Linked DNA regions of Mus musculus: regions 2 and 3 are each linked to region 1. A link is a contact called in public HiChIP or PLAC-seq data. All regions are on one chromosome and are shown on one strand. Each heading gives the region's core, a stretch centred on a gene start, on an enhancer-like site or on the middle of the called end of the contact. The rest is flanking DNA. Distances are from core to core; before and after follow the strand shown. Region 1 holds the start of Dll1 (delta like canonical Notch ligand 1). Region 2 holds the start of Wdr27 (WD repeat domain 27). Region 3 has its middle 22 kb from the start of Gm35203.

Region 1 (4,234 bases), core at 747-3,246:
GCAGTAGGCAGGCTGGGTCATCAGAAAAGGAGCTGTAATTTCAGTTGCCAGATGGCCCAACACAGATGATTCTGCCCAGTAACTGCTAGATTCTTGTTAGCAGTGTTTCTCTGGGCATGCGAAGGTTTTCCTCTCTTTCTGTGCATTATATACATCTTGCTCCAGATACTGGCCTAAATGATCAAGCTACTCTGCCAGGACAGGGCTCATTCTCACCAACAGGACAGCAACACCTACAGTGAGGACACCTGTCAGGTACACCCTAGGGGCTGTGCTACAATCAAAGGAACACTAGCTCCAAGAATCACACCTCGGGATTCTAATGAAGCTGCCTAGGTGGTGGGGGTGGAGTAAAGAGGCCCCTCTAAAGATGGGAATATACAGCTCATGGCATGCTCAACACAAAGCTAGGTGCTAAGTCAGAGACTATATCTCCATTTACTTTTCTCTGGAGCTTGTAACCAGGGGAGCCGTTTAGGTAATTCATTGTGATACGTGTGTCCTGGGCCCTCCCAATAAACTCATTTCCCTTAAAAAAAAAAAAAGAAAAAAAAGAAAACAAAAGTTCTAGTGTCTGATGGATGTGTAAAAACCTAATAAGGTGACGGTTGTGTAAAGGTTATGTGTTGGGGGGTGAGGTGGGGGGAGTCTTTCAAACATGTGCCGGACATTGTCGCAGAGGCCGCGGCGTGCGCGGAGGGGAGCTCTTTCTCTCCGCATTGTGCAGAGAGCAGGTGCTGTCTGCATTACCATACAGCTGAGCGCACAAAGAGCCACTGATTCAGCCTCGCACAATAACAGACTGCCTTAATGACAGCCACGCGAACGACACACACCAAACTCACTTTTTACCAAGCAGAGGGAGGCCTGAGGGGAATACCCAGGAGAGTGGGACCGGACACCAGTGAAGGTGGTGTTGGTTGAAAATCTCCCGGGAGAGGGTGTGTACACCGGGAAAGGGGTAAGCTTAGCTTTTGGCTCTGCTGGCTCAGGGAATACACTATCCGGACCCCAATTCCCCATTTCCAGTGATCGTGGACAACACGGAGACAGCAGCGCTCCGGGACACTGCGGTGTCTGGGGGTGTCCGGCCCGGATCGCTAGCCCATCGGCACTCTCCGAGGCTCAATCGCCAGGCTTCACCAGAGGTATAAGCGTGCCTAACCTCCCCAAACTTCCCAAACTGCCGGGGTGCTCTTGCCACCCTTTGCCCACCTCTTCAAGGGTCCCTTTCCTACCGGGCACCCCGCCCCCGCCCCCTCCGGGAGACTCCTCCTTAGAAAGAGGCTGCCAGGGAGGAGGGGCAGCAGCAGGGACGCGGGCCTCTAACCTCTCCCCGGTTCCTCAGTCCCTAGGACTGAACAAACGAGGAGAGCCTAGGCGGCTAGTGTTGGAAACGCCAAGGTCCGGAGGCCGCGTCCTGCGAGCGAGTCTAGCGGTGACCGCGAGTGGGAGGCTCAGGCCGCCCAGCGTGCCTAGGGTCTTCGGGCCTGTGGCGGTGGGGCGGTGGGCGACGCGGCCTCAGCTCCAGCTCCGGGAGCAGAGCGGTTCGTCTCCGGGAACGTTTTGCAGGAATGTAAATGAGCGGGTTTTGCGCTGGGGGAGGGAGGCGAAGGGGCGAGGGCGGAGGCAGAGAGGACTAGGGGGCGGGGAGGTGGGGGGCGGGGAGGAGGGTTGCACATTTTACAGCTCACTGACCATTTGGCGATCCATTGAGAGGAGGGTTTGGAAAAGTGGCTCCTTTGTGACAGCTCTCGCCAGATTGGGGGGCTGCTCATTTGCATCTCATTAGTTATGCGAGCGGCCGGCAGGATTTAAGGGTGGCAGGCGCCAGCCCGGGCCAGATCCTCCGGCGTGCACCCGCGGTTACCCTGTCTGACCAGGGCAGGTCACGGGAGAGCACCGGTGCGGCACGGAGCCTCCCACGCTTCGGCCTCCGGTCCTCGGTGTGTGTTCTCGCATGGCATTGGCTGAATTCTTGAGGAAGACGCGAGGCTTGGCGATAGTGCAAGAGATACCGGTCTAGAACACTCTGGGAGCGGCAGCGGCTGCCGAGTGACGCCGGGCCGGGAAACCAGGGCGCGCGCCGCAGTCCTTGCCACCACCGTTCCCACCGCGCCCCTCGGGGCCCCGGATTATCGCCTCACCGGTGGGATTTCCAGACCGCCGCTTCCTAATAGGCCTGCGAAGGAAGCCACTGCAAGCTCTCTTGGGAATTAAGCTGAACATCTGGGCTCTCTTCCCTCTGTGTCTTATCTCCTTTCTCCTCTTTCCCTCCGCGAAGAAGCTTAAGACAAAACCAGAAAGCAGGAGACACTCACCTCTCCGTGGACTGAAAGCCAGACGAAGAGGAAACCGAAAGTTGTCCTTTCTCAGTGCCTCGTAGAGCTCTTGCCGGGGACCTAGCTGAAGGCACCGCACCCTCCTGAAGCGACCTGGCCCTGATAGCACACCTGGAGCCGAGAGACGCCTTTCCGCCAGTACTCCTCGGGTCATATAGACTTTCCTGGCATCCCTGGGTCTTTGAAGAAGAAAGAAAAGAGGATACTCTAGGAGAGCAAGGGCGTCCAGCGGTACCATGGGCCGTCGGAGCGCGCTAGCCCTTGCCGTGGTCTCTGCCCTGCTGTGCCAGGTAGGGGGCCGGGCGGGGCTGCTGCGCGGTGGAGGGAGGGGAGTCGGACCAGCCGATCAGCTGTCCATCCCCAAGTGACTCCGGCAGCGACGACCCCGAGAGCTGCCCGGCAGCGGGCAGCTCCGGATGGGCGCTGAGGTGCGCTCGGCCTCTGCGTCCTAGCAAGGGCCCGCGCGCCCCCGGGTCCCTCCGCCGCCGGCGCGACCTCACGCCCCTTCCCCGCGCAGGTCTGGAGCTCCGGCGTATTTGAGCTGAAGCTGCAGGAGTTCGTCAACAAGAAGGGGCTGCTGGGGAACCGCAACTGCTGCCGCGGGGGCTCTGGCCCGCCTTGCGCCTGCAGGACCTTCTTTCGCGTATGCCTCAAGCACTACCAGGCCAGCGTGTCACCGGAGCCACCCTGCACCTACGGCAGTGCTGTCACGCCAGTGCTGGGTGTCGACTCCTTCAGCCTGCCTGATGGCGCAGGCATCGACCCCGCCTTCAGCAACCCCATCCGATTCCCCTTCGGCTTCACCTGGCCAGTGAGTGGGCACCTGCGCGCACTCGGCTGGGTCTGGAGGGGTAGGGGTGGCTGGTTGGTGGTTGGCAGTGGGAAGAAGGCAAGGGCCACTGATAAGGGTTGGGGAATCCCACAAAGACACGCCTGAGGTCTTGACTTCTTACTGGGAACTGACTGGCAGTTGAGGAGGGGGTGTGGAACCCCAGAGGCTTTTGCAAGCCCTGGGCATTTCTCACACACCTCCTACTTACCTGAAAGGTCGAATGCTTCCCTCCCCTACCCCCAAAGTTGGGAGAGTTCTTGTCCCCTAGCTCTTAGGCCTTGGTTGGGTTGCTACCAGTGCTGGGGCTGCTCTCCATCCTCGAGGTTCCACCCCCAGAAAACAAATGACAGCTGCCCTCTCCTCTTCCTGCACCCCACCTTGCTCCATCAAGTACTCTCCCCCCTTTTTAAAATACAATTTCCTGTATTAACATGTTTTTAAAAAACCAAACCCACACACGGTGTGTGTGTGGGGGGGGACACTCTTTAAAATTCTTCTAATTAAGGAAAGTGATAGGAGTTGACCTTCATTGGCACAACACAGAGATCTGAGAGCCTCTGTACTTGGTTCTCTTTAATGCCTCTCCTCCTCCTCCAGCTCCTCCTCCTCCCACTCCTAGTCTCCCAACTCCTCCTCCTCCCCTTCCTCCTCCTCCACACTTCCGGTTATCAAGCATCTTCTCCCCTTTCCCTAGGGTACCTTCTCTCTGATCATTGAAGCCCTCCATACAGACTCTCCCGATGACCTCGCAACAGGTAAGACTCCAAGCCCCTAAACTATGCATTCTCCCCATTGATACACAGTTTACCCACTCAGCCCAGGCCTCTTACCTTCACTCTGCACCTGGAGTTCAGAGAAGAAGGGTCCTTGGCTTGACAGCATCCATACCACTCTCTCGGTTCCTAGCGTCTAGGTGTTATCATTACCAACCTGAGCATCTTCTCTCTCAGAAAACCCAGAAAGACTCATCAGCCGCCTGACCACACAGAGGCACCTCACTGTGGGAGAAGAATGGTCTCAGGACCTTCACAGTAGCGGCCGCACAGACCTCCGGTACTCT
Region 2 (4,234 bases), core at 885-3,384, 430 kb after region 1:
AGATTAGATGGTTTGTACTCAGTCCTATAAAAATAAAATTCCACTCTATATTAACTAACAATTTTTCTCCTAGGTCGCTGGATTTGTGACTGTTGTCAGCGAGCTCCCCCAACACCCAGGAAAGTGGGCAGAAGGGGGAAAAACAGCAAAGAGGGGTAAAATAGGCTTTGACCCTCATGTTTGGGATATTTGGTGCCAATTTATTTACAACACTTTCATTTTTATGCCAATAAAAACTTTTTTGAAATTAACGATGACCTTAAACATCAAGTTGATTTATTTCTTTATTAGCAACTTCTACCCTTGAAACAAAGTCAGAGAAATGGCTCATTTCCCCAGGCTTTAATTTCATAGTGTTGTTTTTTCCAGAGATCAGCAGAAAGAGGTAGTAGCAACTTAATTTGAAGTATTTCTTCTTGAATATAACAAAGTTACCACTTGTTATGACTCTGTCTTGACCTGATTAGGTAGTATCATAGTTACCTAATAACCAGAAAGCTCCAATCTGGCTAAGCAGAGGAAAGGGCAAATGGCCCAAGATCTGGTACAACAGGATTTGGACTCTAAATCACCAGCACAGCAACAGTTTGTCAATACTTGCTGCCAGGAGAGCTTGCTTGGGTATCAGGTACCATACCCCTACTGTGCAGAGGCTCTGGGAAGAGCGAACCTGTCACTGCATTTTCCACCTGGCTTTAAAATGTTAAAGACTTTAAAACTCGAAGTGCTGTACTTCATTTAAATGTCTATAAATTCTACAGTCATCAACTTCTGCACCAGCAGTAAAGTTTAATCTGATTTATACAGCCTGTTACTGTAATCTTCTTACTCACCTGACTAACCAAAATGCATTTAAACATTTTATTGAGCAGACTCCTTTTTATAGGAATTTTAATCTCTAAAATATTGTGCTTGCTGCTTTTCCTGCTTGGGGAGTAAACTGAGGTAACAAAACTGTATGGCTTTATTTTTCCATCCTAGTCTAGAAAAAAGTAACCAGAGTTTCACCAGGTCAAGTAGCTAGGTTCGCAGCAAACTGTAATCGCTCTGTGAAAATAAGGGTTTGTGCTCCAGCATATTCAAGGGATCAGAAGAGAATTTCAAGCACCAGTTTCAAAATGCTAATCAATATCGTCCAGAGAACTGATTCCTCCTCTTGGGCTGCCTCTTCTGGAGCGTAAGCCTGCTGCTGACTGGCTCCTGTTGGGTCAGTGAAATAGGCAGCCTCTCCGAATGGGTACTGATCCACAGTTCTGTCATAGTATACCCTCATCTCAAAGTCGCTCTCATGGTGAGAGGGGTGTCCATAAATTCCTATCCCGACCGGTCGCTGGAAGTGTGCCGGTATAGAGACCACATCCTGGCCGCAAGTGACAGACTGCAGCTCATAGTCGTCGAAGCTCGGGTGCGGAGTGCTGTCCGACACGTACAGGTCCGCATCCCCTCTCAGGCTCTGCATCCTGAGAATAATTTTACCCTCATGGTTCAACCGCAAGTAGCTGTAATTCCCGGCTCCTATTTGGCCCTGGACCACGTGCAGAAGGAGCCACTCCTCCGGGACGTCGTCGTCTTCCAAACATTTTACCAGGGTCACCACCTGGGACGCCAGGATCATCAACAGGGCGCGCCTCCAGGGAGTAGCCATCGCTGGGGCACTCAACTCGGGGACTCCCTCATCTGCAGTCGCTGTGCTGGGAAGGTACGGGTGACAGGCGTGACCCGAGGTGCTCGTCCACGCAGACCAAGATTCGTGCACCTGGGTCCCGGGAACCGACGGTGGGGAAGGGGAAGGAGAGAAGGGATAAAGAGTAGGGAACAGCAGAGAGGGAGGAGCAGAGGAGGCGGGTGGGAAGAGGGAAGCGGTAAGAGGGACCTTAGGACAGGCCCCTGGGGGCGCAGGTGTCTGGAGAATAGCGAGGTCGCCAACCCCGAACTCACCGCCACGCCCCGCAGGCCACGCAGCACCCGCAGCACCCGGGCTCAGCCTGGAACTCGCCCCAGCTGGCGGAAAAGAGGCCGCGCCCGGAAGTGTGGTACTCCGGAAGCGAGGGCTTTTGGGAACCAACTCCGGCCTAAGGGACCGGAAGTGAGGTAACGCCAGGCTCTCGCGAGAATAGAGCAGCTTTCCCCCGTAACCATAGCGACGCGGCTGGCGTGGTCGGTGAGTTCCGGGGAAAGTGGGCTGGACGGTCGGTGAGGCTGCCAGGGATTGCAGCTTGCGACAAGCTCCCTTGAGGGGATGACTGGGAAGCCTGCTCCCGGATGGCGGAGGGCCGAGCCGCGCCCGGTCCAGCCTTCTCCTCCCGCGCCCCCAGAGCCGCGCGTGAGTGGCCTCCCTAAGCCCTGCAGCACAAGCCCCTGAGTGCGGGCAGCACCGGGAGGGACACTTTTGGATTTGTCTTAAACCATGACAGAAGGGAAATATAAATTTCAACATGAGAACTACTAGTAAGAAATGATTCCTCCCCCCCCCCCAAGCCCACAATTGCCATCACCCCACCCCCCACATTTTTTTGGGAAGTAATTTAGTAATTAGAAAACTTAGTGTACATTTAATCAAGTTTAGTGGCGAGTTCTTTAGCCTTTGCTTTTTCCAGCTTGGCAACGCGAGCCACAGACTTAGGGCCCAGCACGTTGCCTCCTCAGTGGCGACGGATCTCGTTATATCTGTGATTACAATTGATCCTAATAGCTTCCACCAGCTTAGCCAGAGCACCCTTGTCTTCCGGGTTAACCTATGTGAAGGCAACAGTGGTGCATTTCTTCCTGTGGACCAGGCGCCCCAACCTGGGCAGGACAAGCAGGAAAACCACCAGCTCAATGGGGTCTACATCATGGGCAATCACCACCAGCTGAGCCTTCTTGTTCTCCACCAAGGTGGTGACTATATTGACTCCTGCTCAATGGACAGGTGGTCTCTTAGTTGGGACGTCGCCTTTGCCAGCAGCTTTCTTCTCAGCAGGGGCCAGTAGCCTTTGCTTCTTTTGCGTTGTCTCTGGCCTGTACTTGTGGGCAAGCTGTTTGCCTGTCCAGGGCCTGGGTGAACTGGTTAATGGCAGGAGGGACTTTGAGCCGCTTGTAGAGGATGGCTCTTTGCCGCTGCAGCATGATGTAGCGGGGCCATTTGATGAAGCGTGTAAGATCTCTTTTGGGCTGGATGTCCTTCCCAAATGGCGAAATTCGTGGGCCTTTTCTCAAACTAAGGATTGACCACTTTTTTGGCCTCCTGGTCCTTGACACCGGCGATGCTCAGGGTCACCTTCTTCCCTTGGCTGTCTTTCCTTTAGGCATCTTGCTTGGCTGGAGGAGAAAGCATGCACACAGTTCTTAAGACTAGATTTCATGTCTGGAGACTTTTCCTGGTTTATAAATGGGTGGAAAGGCAAGAAGTTCTTTGTCTCATTTTACAAGAACACCAATCGCATCAAGGAGGTTCCACATTCAAGACCGAGATTACCTCCCATTGTCCCTCTGAGCCTTAAGACCATCATCACCTTGGAAGACAGAGTTCAATATGGAATATTTGTGGGAGACACATTTAAATAAGAGCATTAGGTAATACATGCAGTATAATGGCCCAAAAGTTCAAAATTAGTAGGCCAACAAAAGCAGGATACCAGTTACTTCGTAGCTTACAAGAAAAAAAAAAACCAAACAAACAAACAACAACAACAACAACAAAAAACCAACCAACTCCTAAGTATAAAGATAGGATCTTTCATCATATTTGATAATTTAGGAAAGAACCTGAAACCTTATTAAGAACCTAAGTGTCATTTTGCTGTTTTATGTCACTCTGTTAGCTATAGCTATTTGTTAGTGTTATCCTCAATGTCTAGGTCTTCAGGGTACTGGAATTGGAGCTCAATTCCTTTCCTAGATAACGTGGAGAACTTTATCTTTTGATGTAAGTGAAGGTTCAAGGGTATTTTTACGATGCTGCCATTTTCTGTGGGAGCCCATCAGCTGTTGAATTGCCTATTATGGTTTCTAAACGCAAGAATGAAGTGACCTGATTCTACCTGTGTAGCTACTGAGAAACATTTTTCATATTGTATAATCAGAAGGAAGCAATTTTATTTCTTAAGAATACACATATAGAAGGAACTAGTTTTAGCCGAGATGCTCCTTGAGTTAGAGCAATCGCATGTGTACTTGTGTGTAGTGTATAGATAGCTCTTAGTATATCCGAGACGATTGCTCTTTTCTACTGACTTAGCTTTAGAACCAGAGT
Region 3 (4,234 bases), core at 567-3,066, 270 kb after region 1:
GACAAGACTATCCCAATCATACTTCATGCCATAGCAAGACAATTACAATCATGCAACATGCTAAGAAAGCTAGCTTCCAGAAGATTAGACTCCGAAACCTGAACTTGGGATAGTCTTGTTACATAGAAAACTCTGGTGGCTCGGAATTCCAGCAGCTCTTCATGAGAAGAAAAGAGAGAGAGAGAGAGAGAGAGAGAGAGAGAGAGAGAGAGAGAGAGAGGAAGGAAGGAGGAGGAGGAGGAGGGAGAGGAGGAGGAGGAGGAGGCGGAGGAGGAAGGACAGGCTTATTGGAGTCTGCTGCCAGTCACAGACAGGTGCTCTGGGAGGAGAGGGTGCTATAGAGTATATCCCTCTGCCTTCCTGTGTCATGAGAACCCACGTGTGCCAAGGATTTGCACATGGGCAAGCAATTGGTATGTCCCACTCAGCTTGTCTGTTCCACCCGCTGCAAAGTTGGGGTGACAGAAGTGTCTGTAACAAAGTCCAACTTTAGGTCTCTGTAGATCAGCAGTCCTCAATCTTCCGGACACTGTGGCCTTTTAATACAGTTCCTCATGTTGTGGTGAGTCCTCAACCATAAAATTATTTTGTTGCTCCTTTATAACTGTAATTTTGCTACTGTTATGAACCGTAATGTAAATATGTGCTATTCAGGGGTCGTGACCCACAGGTTGAGAACCTCTGCTGTAGATGGTCCCACCACCATCCTTTCGTGGCATTTTAGAATTCTAGAAGACTCTCCTGAGGCTGTGACTTCAGGCCTGAGTTTCTCCATCCTGTAGATCCCTCGGTGGAGACCTCTAAAGTCAGAGGGAAAGGGAGGATCCCAAAACAGGAGGAGCATGCTCCCTTCTTCAGCTCAGGTCTCAGATTTGCTGCTTTCCCTGCCCAGGGACACTGAACTGCTTGCTACCAGTGCTTTCCTACATGACAGGAGGACTTTGCTGACACAGTCGCTACCCTGACCTGTTCGTATGGCCTCACCTGGCTTCTTTGGGCAGTGTGTGACAGGGGACTTACTAATAGCTTCCCACCTGAACCTCCACAGACAGGGGCAATGGTGAGGCTGTATTTCCTGAGTATTTGCTGGCATAAACACGGATAGCCATTGCTTTTGCCCACAGGGATGAGGACCCAGAGACTCAGGTGGGCCAGTGGCTAGACTCAAGTGTCAGAACTGGCGTTTGAGACTTCGCAGAATAACCCATCATAGGCCTTGAATACCCAGGAGGCCAAAGGGAGTTTCAGACTAAGGGAGATGTAAACAAAGCATGACCTGTAAAGATGGTCAAGTGCCTAGAGGAGAGAGAGACTGGCAGAGGACAAGGAGAAACCTTGTCCAGGGGCCAAGACCAGGCTGACACGCAGGATGGTAGAAGATAGGCACAGATCAGAATGGCAGGAAAAGAGAAGAATGCGAATCCTGAGCCTGTGACTGGCCAGCAACCCTCTCCACTGCCGACCCAAGCTGGCTTGCTAGATTCAGCCTGCACTTTGTGTACTCTGGGGGCTCATAAAATAATAAGACTCTCGAAGCCCCTCAGTCGAAAAGCTGGGTAAATGCAAGCATTATGATCTTCCCGCAACAGATGGGAGCTGTTTGGGATCTTTTATTTCTTTTCCTCTTCCTTGCCCCCCTTCTCCGGCAGCTATGGGGAAGAAGAATGCGGCATCAGATGATCCATCAGCCTGGAGCACGGCTGTGGGAGGAGGCTGGCTGCTCCCAGAAGGGCCCCCACCCCAGACAGCAGTGAACAGCCCACCGAGGAAGCCGAGGGTCATGGGAAAGGTCCCCTCAGATGGGGAGAGGCACACACTAAACAAACGCAGCCACACGATGCACACATTCAAACGCCACCCCGGGGAATATGTGCACATATGTTCTGTGCGGGTGAGGAGGAGGCTCCCAGCCTCCAGAAAGCAAGGCTTTAAAAAAATTCCATCAATCAGACTGCGGTCCTGTGAAGTATGAAGATTAAAACCACAGAGGAGACACGTGCTCTGCTCTGTCACCAGCTGCCTGTCTGAGACGGCTTGGTCACTTTGCCTGGAGACACACTGCTGTCCTGTCTGGGCAGAGAGGAGCTGGGAGAAACGGGAGGGTGAAAGGCAATAAATACCCTGGCTCCTGCTCATGTACCCTCTGAAGGGCCAGCATGGCCTCATGGTCTGTCTTCTCCTCCACAGTCCTGCACCAAGAAAAGCACATGGATCCATACCCTGAGCCTATGGCTGTGAGGAACTTGATGTGGGGCTCCATTTTGGCAGTGCTTCCTTTGTAAATGTGGAGTGGCCAGTGTATGCCCAGCTCCCACATCCTTCCTATGCACGAGCCTGCATGACCTGGCTCCATACACACTAACTCTCAGAATCCGCTTTTGCATTTAGATAAGGACACCCTGCTGATGAGACACTCCTGTGGGAAGACTGACCCTAAACTCAGTGCCTCAGACGCAGGCGCAAGGAAAAGGTGCTTGAAATGGTCAGTTCCCTGCAACGGAGCTCAGACGACATTCCCCAGTCCCAACCACCCCAGCAAGCTGATTGTCATCTATATCAGCATCACTGGATGCCCATGGGCAGGTGGGCACAGTGCAGCACAGCACACACAGGTGGACAGCTGCAGCATCAGCTAGGTACAGAGGAAAGGAAGAGCATATTTCATCAGGACAGGAAAGTTGCACGGCTGCCATCTTATGAATTCAGCACGATTAAATGGGGTGCATGGCCCATTGGTAGCCACCCCCTACTGTCTGCTGTGGAATTCTTTTTTTTTTTTTTTTTTTTTTTTTTTTTTTCCGAGACAGGGTTTCTCTGTGTAGCTCTGGCTGTCCTGGAACTCACTTTGTAGACCAGGCTGGCCTCGAACTCAGAAATCCGCCTGCCTCTGCCTCCCAAGTGCTGGGATTAAAGGCGTGCGCCACCACGCCCGGCTTGCTGTGGAATTCTTGTGTGTGTTTCCAGAGTGAACTCCACAGGACAACTGAAGGAAGTGCAGAGTTGTCCCCTGCCACCCAGGGTACAGGGGAGCTCAGAAGCACATGGTAGAAGTGATGGCTAAGCAAGCCAAGCTGAACTGTCCCAGTGACACTGCCATACTCAGGTTAGCAACAGCTAAAGTCAAGGCCAGCCCCTGCCTTACACCACAACTTCTGGTGTTTGCCAACCACCACTGGAGGTTTCATTAGCCCATGCCCCAGCTGGGTGCAGCAACGCAGGTTGTAACTGAGGGGATTTCCAAGCCTGCAGATAAGGTCTGTGGAGCACAGGCTATGCTGCATTCGGACAACAAAACCGCACAGGAGATGAGATAAGTGTTTGTGACCCCCAACCTCAGCTCACAGCTTCAGCTGCCCCGCTGGGGTGTCCCTTCCTCCTATGTCAGCTCACCGCCTATGTCAGCCTCACACCACAGCCAACCTGTGGTCACCGTCCTCAGATCTTGTCTCTACTTTTGCAAAACACCAATCATCACCTCAAAGCTGTGGCCTCTGAGTCCCAAAGCCAGGCCACCACCAGCCTCTAGCCCAGCTGTCCATTCTGTACGCTGCAACCACTAGGTTCAGTGTCACACATCCGCAGTCCCAGGAAGAAGAATCGGGAAGTTAGATGACAGCTCTAGGCCAGTCTGGGAGACATAGTGAAACCCTGTCTCATAAAGCTAAAAGAAAACAAAAACCACTGGATGGCACAAATGCTAGCAGGGAGCCAGGGAGACTCCCTGCTAGCTCACAGACACATCAAGATGCAAACCTCACCTCCCCTGCTACCTCTATGACTCCTAAGGAAAGAATTCTCTTCTTGAGGCTTTGTAATGCCTAGGATCTTGAGGAAGCTTTGAATATAAAATGCCAGGTACATCATCTGGACCAGTAGCTATCTCTGAATAAAAGCTAAACATCAAATATCTGCCTTTAAGATACCCAACATTCAGACAGCCTACAGAATGAGGAAAATGTTTTTAGGAACTATAGGTCCAATAATGGGCTAATATCCATATATATCCATATATGTATGTATGTATGTATGTATGTATGTATGTGTGTATGTATCTATCTATCTATCTATCTATCTATCTATCTATCTATCTCTACATATATCCAGATATATATGTATATATGCAAATGACCTGTAGGATAAAAAAAGGAGAGAAATAAATAAGACATATAAATAGAATAAGGATAAAGACAAAAATAAAAATTAAAAAGGCTGGACATGACATGATAAGACCCTG

Evidence for each region. HiChIP or PLAC-seq counts read pairs in DNA pulled down with a chosen protein or histone mark.
Region 2: a contact with region 1 is called in an HNF4G HiChIP or PLAC-seq map of pancreatic cancer cells. The contact joins the promoter of Wdr27 here to the promoter of Dll1 in region 1. A contact is called at or near these places in 8 of 39 promoter capture datasets (the C10 cell line, cranial neural crest, hematopoietic stem and progenitor cells and 4 more), 1 of 484 Hi-C or Micro-C datasets (liver), 3 of 115 datasets of contacts at active chromatin or transcription factors (bone marrow-derived macrophages, extraembryonic endoderm stem cells and pancreatic cancer cells) and 3 of 9 other capture datasets (adipose tissue, liver and macrophages).
Region 3: an H3K4me3 HiChIP or PLAC-seq map of neural tube shows a contact between it and region 1, with 9 times the contacts expected there. The contact joins the enhancer-like site here to the promoter of Dll1 in region 1. A contact is called at or near these places in 12 of 39 promoter capture datasets (the C10 cell line, the HPC-7 cell line, the SN4741 cell line and 8 more), 1 of 15 datasets of contacts at CTCF or cohesin (the NIH/3T3 cell line), 4 of 484 Hi-C or Micro-C datasets (bone marrow-derived macrophages, embryonic fibroblasts and myocytes), 21 of 115 datasets of contacts at active chromatin or transcription factors (bone marrow-derived macrophages, craniofacial prominence, differentiating embryonic stem cells and 15 more) and 4 of 9 other capture datasets (adipose tissue, liver, macrophages and 1 more).

What each region holds. Positions count from the first base shown.
Region 1 is chr17:15,373,585-15,377,818 of GRCm38.p6, reverse strand. It overlaps Dll1 (delta like canonical Notch ligand 1), which reads left to right and starts at 1,996. Exons shown (of 11, transcript NM_007865.3): 1 at 1,996-2,632; 2 at 2,860-3,153; 3 at 3,869-3,929; 4 at 4,125-4,234. The coding sequence starts at 2,579.
Region 2 is chr17:14,941,024-14,945,257 of GRCm38.p6, reverse strand. It overlaps Wdr27 (WD repeat domain 27), which reads left to right and starts at 2,134. Exons shown (of 25, transcript NM_175173.3): 1 at 2,134-2,161. 1600012H06Rik (RIKEN cDNA 1600012H06 gene) reads right to left here and starts at 2,074. Exons shown (of 2, transcript NM_026451.2): 1 at 1,939-2,074; 2 at 1-1,691. The coding sequence starts at 1,645. The coding sequence ends at 1,088. It overlaps Phf10 (PHD finger protein 10), which reads left to right. Exons shown (of 12, transcript NM_024250.4): 12 at 74-264. The coding sequence ends at 159.
Region 3 is chr17:15,106,518-15,110,751 of GRCm38.p6, reverse strand. No RefSeq gene overlaps it. Among named protein-coding and RNA genes, the nearest start is that of Gm35203, 22 kb to the right of the region's middle. Within about 2 kb of position 1,816, at least 102 of the 459 cell types and tissues checked have an H3K27ac peak or open chromatin away from gene starts, as enhancers often do. A contact at or near this core is called in bone marrow-derived macrophages, craniofacial prominence, hematopoietic stem and progenitor cells and 4 more, where this site is marked.